Regions from separate parts of the Sus scrofa genome. Here region 1 is linked to region 2. Evidence: chromatin contacts called from public promoter capture Hi-C data. All regions are on one chromosome and are shown on one strand. Each heading gives the region's core, a stretch centred on a gene start, on an enhancer-like site or on the middle of the called end of the contact. The rest is flanking DNA. Distances are from core to core; before and after follow the strand shown.

Region 1 (2,700 bases), core at 193-2,692, 1.3 Mb after region 2:
GCACTACTTACAACAGCCAAAAAAATGGAAGCCACCTAAATGTCCACGGACAAAGAAATGGATAAAGAAGTGTATTTATACATACACATATATAAATGAGGGAATATTACTCAGCCATAAAAAAAGAATGAAAAAAATGCCCTTTGAAAGAACATGGACGGACCTAGAGATTATCATACTAACTGAAGTTAGACAAATACCATGTGATATCACTTGCATGTAAAATCTAAAAAAAGGGATACAAATGAACTTATTTACAAAACACAGAGACTCACAGACTTTGAAAACAAGCTATGGTTACCAAATCAGAAAGGTCGGGGAGAGGGCTGGACTGGGGTTGGGGACTGGCACATGGTACAGGAAATGGATGGGCAGCAGGGACCTGCTGTAGAGCCCAGGCCATCTCCTCAACAGTCTGTGATAACCCACGTGGGCAAAGAATCGGAACAAGAAGGGCTGCTGTGTGTACACGTATAACTGAATCGCTCTGTTGCAGCAAAGAGATGGTCACAACCTTGAAAATCAACTAGACTTTAAACAAGAAGAGCTAACGACAGTGAGGCGCATCCCCTTCCAGAAACACACACACACACACAACCATGAAAGGCCACAAACCGAGAATGACAAGCACGGCCACGCTCCACTTTAAAGTCCGGAGCTATCTGAAGACAGGAGACTTGGCACAGCCCTTTCCTCACCAATAACAACAATAAATATTTCATAATAATTTAAAATTAATTATGAATGAGGCACAACATTTTCTTCCATCACCTTTACCAACTTCGTAACGTGTGTGTGTGTGTGTGTGTGTGTGTGTGTGTATTTTCTTATTTTAAAGCCGACGGGTATGGGGTAGGGGTTTCTTTTCCTTCCCATCTTCTCTTGACAAAAGGACCCACTGTCAAGTCAACCGTTTTCCAGGTCACCCAGCAGGAAATTAGAAGTGGTGTTGTTATCCTAATCACTGGGGTAAAAAAATAAAAATAAACAAACCAACCTGTATCCAAGATCCTGCTGTATCAACTCAGTCGGGGTTGGTTTTTTTAAGTTGGATTTAATTTTGAAATCCCTTACGTTAGGAGACCTGTGGGTCATTTTACTTCTACTTTTACAATAGAGACCTGTGGTTCTTTTTCCCCCGATCAATCCAACATACAGTGACTTGTGGTCAATGCATAATAAAATCAGAGTTAGCTTTTGACTTGGGAGAATTATAAGCATTTTGTTTCTATGGTTTCCTAGTTCTTCAATTTCGAAAATGCCTTATCAAGTCCAAGACTTCCCAAAATACTGGAGTTTTAGAGAATACTCTTTTTCAACGCTTTGAAAACGAAACAGGCACGATGGAACAGCAATCTCGGCTATTGAGTAACTTGTAAACCCTGCCGAGACATACAAAAACAAGGCCGCTGGAGCCAGCGCCCTGGGGCGAGGCCTTGGCCCCAGCACCACACCCGTGAACTCCTGATGACCCTCAAGTATCCCCGTGTGATATATCACAAACACTAGAACGCAGTGTTGTAATTACAGGGAGCAATTGATTTTTAAAGGCCTGTATGGAAATTAATACTCATAAAAATAGCATAACCTGAACCAGAGAATTTAGGGATTAGAGCATTCTGAATGTTAGACTTCAAATTTCTAAAGGCTGCGTATGAGTTAGCATTCACAAAGCTTTTTAAAAATGGAACCGCTGTGTGCATGCTCGATTCATTCATAATCCAGGAATTTTTTTAAATGGGTCTTATGTTCTCCTAACATAATCAGGATGCTGGGCCCGCGCCCCTTCTTCCTGCAGGCAGCTTAGAATGTCAGGGCGCACAGTACCTGCAGAGAGAGACGAGGAACGGGGGCCCATCAGGTAGTAACTCCTGGGCCAAGCACTGGGGGCGCCTGTTTGCTGGGGAGGGAATCAGCGCAGAGGCCCAAGGAGAAGAGAACACTGACAGGTTCTGGCGGATTAAGGGGCATCTTGGTGTGAAAAGTGAATCATCAAGGGAGAACGTTTTAAAGTCTTAGTTAAGCTGAAATGGTACCTATTCATAGAACGGAGTCCATTCGTGGAGGGAGAATTCCAACATGAGGCTGCCAGGCCACCACAGCACCTTAAAAATATCCTTCATGGGGTAACCTTCATGTTACCATGGGGAAGGCAGCCCTCGAAAAGAGGTAGACCAACGTGTACAACGATGAAATGGCAGTTAAGCACGCTGGTCACTGACGAGGTTTGGACAGCATTTCAGGTATGTGAAAACACAGGAAAACACCACGCCAGTGTCTGACTTAGAACCTGGACTGCTTCCAGCTGAAGGGACCACTCCCTGCCAAAATGGTAAGTATCTCTTCCTGGCCTTCCCTTCCACACGCCTCTAACAGGTAGTGGCCCCAAAGGAAGCCAAGGGCTTTAGAAATAAACAAATACAGATATTCATTCCTTCTGAATTTCCAAATCAATGACAGAACGTGAAAATAATACTTGAGAAGCACTTCCCGTTTTTCAAAGGATTTTTATAGATCTTATGCGGTCTTCCAAAAGCGAAAGTAAATTCAAATTCAAAACAAATAATTTTATTCCTCTCATGTGTGTGCGCGTGAATATTTATTCCCCCCCCCACACACACAGAGAGCGAGAAACCCTGGAGATAGTCTCCCAGTTTCCCAAAGGGAGCTTTTCTTATCGCTGCCCCAAATCTGCAGGAA
Region 2 (2,700 bases), core at 71-2,570:
CAAGTTTGAGCTCCGGGCAGTGCCAGGCTCGGGGAAGGAAGGTCCCCTGGGTGGACACCCGGGTGCCGAAGGTGGAGTAAAGAGAAGAAGCTGCCTGGCGAATACAGGATCCAGAGAGTGGGGGTCAGGCCAATCTCCGCTGAGGGAGTGGCAGGCAAGCTGGGGCTCCGGAAGGCAGGCCTCTCTCGCTCCAAAGTAAAGCAAATCGGCCTCCCGGTCCACCTGGTTTCCCACAGCGCCGCTGGAAAACTCCTTCCCCTCTTACACCAAACTTTGTTCCCGGCTCTGCAGCCTCCTGAGGAGGCTGCGGAGCGGGAAGGGTTAAGGCTGCCCGTCCCAGCTGACAGTCAGCTGATTGGGCCCTGATTGACAGCTCCGAAAAGTTTCCTTGTCTCTACACTATTATGCTAATCGCGGCCGCCTCCCATTGGTCTGGAGTACCAGTCAATTTCCCATTTGGGCCTGACGTCACAAGTGCTATAAAACTCAGCAATTGCTTTAAACTCTTCTTGCTGGATCAGAGGCTTTAAAATCTTTTTTTCATCTTCGAGCTGTAGCTCGGGCTGCTCGTCGGCTCGGCCTCCCCCCTTTTGCTCTCCGCCTCGCCTTTCCCCGGGACTTCGCTATTTTGCTTTAAAAAAAAAAAAAAAAAAAAAAGCCAAGAAAGAACTCAACTCCCCCCTCCCTTTCCTCCAGCCCGGCTGCACCTCTGTCTTGCACTTTGCACGGAGGGAGGAAGAGCGCGAGGGAGAGAGAGAGAAAGAGAGAGAGAGAGAGAGAGAGGAAAGAAAGAGAAAAAAAAAATAAAAAGAGCCAGGCTGAAGAGGAGGCGAGAAGCATGAAGTGTTAACTCCCCCGTGCCAAGGCCAGCGCCGCCCGGACAGCCGCCCGCCGCGCTTCCAGCCCCGAGCGGCCGCCGCGCGCGCCCCGCCTGCAGCCCAGGCCGGCGAGGCGAGCCCTCCTTATGCAAAGGGCGCAGCGGAGCGGCGAGCGGGGGACGCCGCGCACCCGGCCGGGCTCCTCCGGCTTCGCCGCCGCCGCCGCCGCCGCCGCCACCGCAACCCGCGGAGGACCTTCCCGAGCCTGAAGCCGCCGGCTCGGCGCGCTAGGAGACGAGCAGGCGAGGAGGGGCCCGGGCGAGCAGCGAGCACATTGGCGTGAGCAGGGGGAGGGAGGGCGGGCGCGGGGGCGCGGGCAGGGCGGGGGGGTGTGTGCGCGCTCGGAGGTTTCGGGCCAGCCACCGCCGCGCGAGCTAGAAGCGCCCCAGCCCGGCAAGCTGGCTCACCCGCTGGCCACCCAGCACAGCCCGCTGGCCCCTCTCCTGCAGCCCATCTGGCGGAGCGGCGGCGGCGGCGGCGGCAGGAGAATGGCATCAGAACTGGCAATGAGCAACTCCGACCTGCCCACCAGTCCCCTGGCCATGGAATATGTTAATGACTTCGATCTGATGAAGTTTGAAGTGAAAAAGGAACCGGTGGAGACCGACCGCATCATCAGCCAGTGCGGCCGTCTCATCGCCGGGGGCTCGCTGTCCTCCACCCCCATGAGCACGCCGTGCAGCTCGGTGCCCCCTTCCCCCAGCTTCTCGGCGCCCAGCCCGGGCTCGGGCAGCGAGCAGAAGGCGCACCTGGAAGACTACTACTGGATGACCGGCTATCCGCAGCAGCTGAACCCCGAGGCGCTGGGCTTCAGCCCCGAGGACGCGGTCGAGGCGCTCATCAGCAACAGCCACCAGCTCCAGGGCGGCTTCGATGGCTACGCGCGCGGGGCGCAGCAGCTGGCCTCGGCGGCCGGGGCCGGCGCCGGCGCCTCCCTGGGCGGCAGCGGCGAGGAGATGGGCCCCGCCGCCGCCGTGGTGTCCGCCGTGATCGCCGCGGCCGCTGCGCAGAGCGGCGCGGGCCCGCACTACCACCACCACCACCACCACCACGCCGCTGGCCACCACCACCACCCGACGGCCGGCGCGCCCGGCGCCGCGGGCAGCGCGTCCGCCTCGGCCGGTGGCGCGGGCGGCGCGGGCAGCGGCGGCCCGGCCAGCGCCGGGGGCGGCGGCGGCGGCGGCGGCGGCGGAGGCGGCGGCGGAGCGGCGGGGGCGGGGGGCGCCCTGCACCCGCACCACGCCGCCGGCGGCCTGCACTTCGACGACCGCTTCTCCGATGAGCAGCTGGTGACCATGTCGGTGCGCGAGCTGAACCGGCAGCTGCGCGGGGTCAGCAAGGAGGAGGTGATCCGGCTGAAGCAGAAGAGGCGGACCCTGAAAAACCGCGGCTATGCCCAGTCCTGCCGCTTCAAGAGGGTGCAGCAGAGGCACGTCCTGGAGTCCGAGAAGAACCAGCTGCTGCAGCAGGTCGACCACCTCAAGCAGGAGATCTCCAGGCTGGTGCGCGAGAGGGACGCGTACAAGGAGAAATACGAGAAGTTGGTGAGCAGCGGCTTCCGAGAAAACGGCTCGAGCAGCGACAACCCGTCCTCTCCCGAGTTTTTCATGTGAGTCTGACACGCGATCCCAGCTAGCCACCTTGATAAGTGCTCCATGGGGGTCCGACTCGGGTGTGGGCTTGCCAGTTCCAGAGCCTTGCTCGCCACCACCTCGCCCCCTCCCCTCCTGAGCTTGCCCCCCGCCCCGCAGTTGCCCCCTGCACACACACACACACACACACACACACACACACGCACGCACACACACACACACACCCTGCT

The links. Promoter capture Hi-C pulls out the DNA fragments that hold promoters and counts their contacts.
Region 1: a promoter capture Hi-C map of liver shows a contact between it and region 2, with 14 times the contacts expected there. The contact joins the enhancer-like site here to the promoter of MAF in region 2. A contact is called at or near these places in 2 of 5 promoter capture datasets (fetal skeletal muscle and liver), 10 of 47 Hi-C or Micro-C datasets (embryonic fibroblasts, fetal skeletal muscle, heart right ventricle and 6 more) and 1 of 2 datasets of contacts at active chromatin or transcription factors (skeletal muscle).

What each region holds. Positions count from the first base shown.
Region 1 is chr6:9,744,284-9,746,983 of Sscrofa11.1, forward strand. All of the region lies in intron 5 of WWOX (WW domain-containing oxidoreductase), which reads right to left. Among named protein-coding and RNA genes, the nearest start is that of WWOX, 130 kb to the right of the region's middle. Within about 2 kb of position 1,443, at least 17 of the 83 cell types and tissues checked have an H3K27ac peak or open chromatin away from gene starts, as enhancers often do. A contact at or near this core is called in liver, mesenteric adipose tissue, omental adipose tissue and 3 more, where this site is marked.
Region 2 is chr6:8,467,416-8,470,115 of Sscrofa11.1, forward strand. It overlaps MAF (transcription factor Maf), which reads left to right and starts at 1,321. Exons shown (of 3, transcript XM_021097066.1): 1 at 1,321-2,487. The coding sequence starts at 1,367.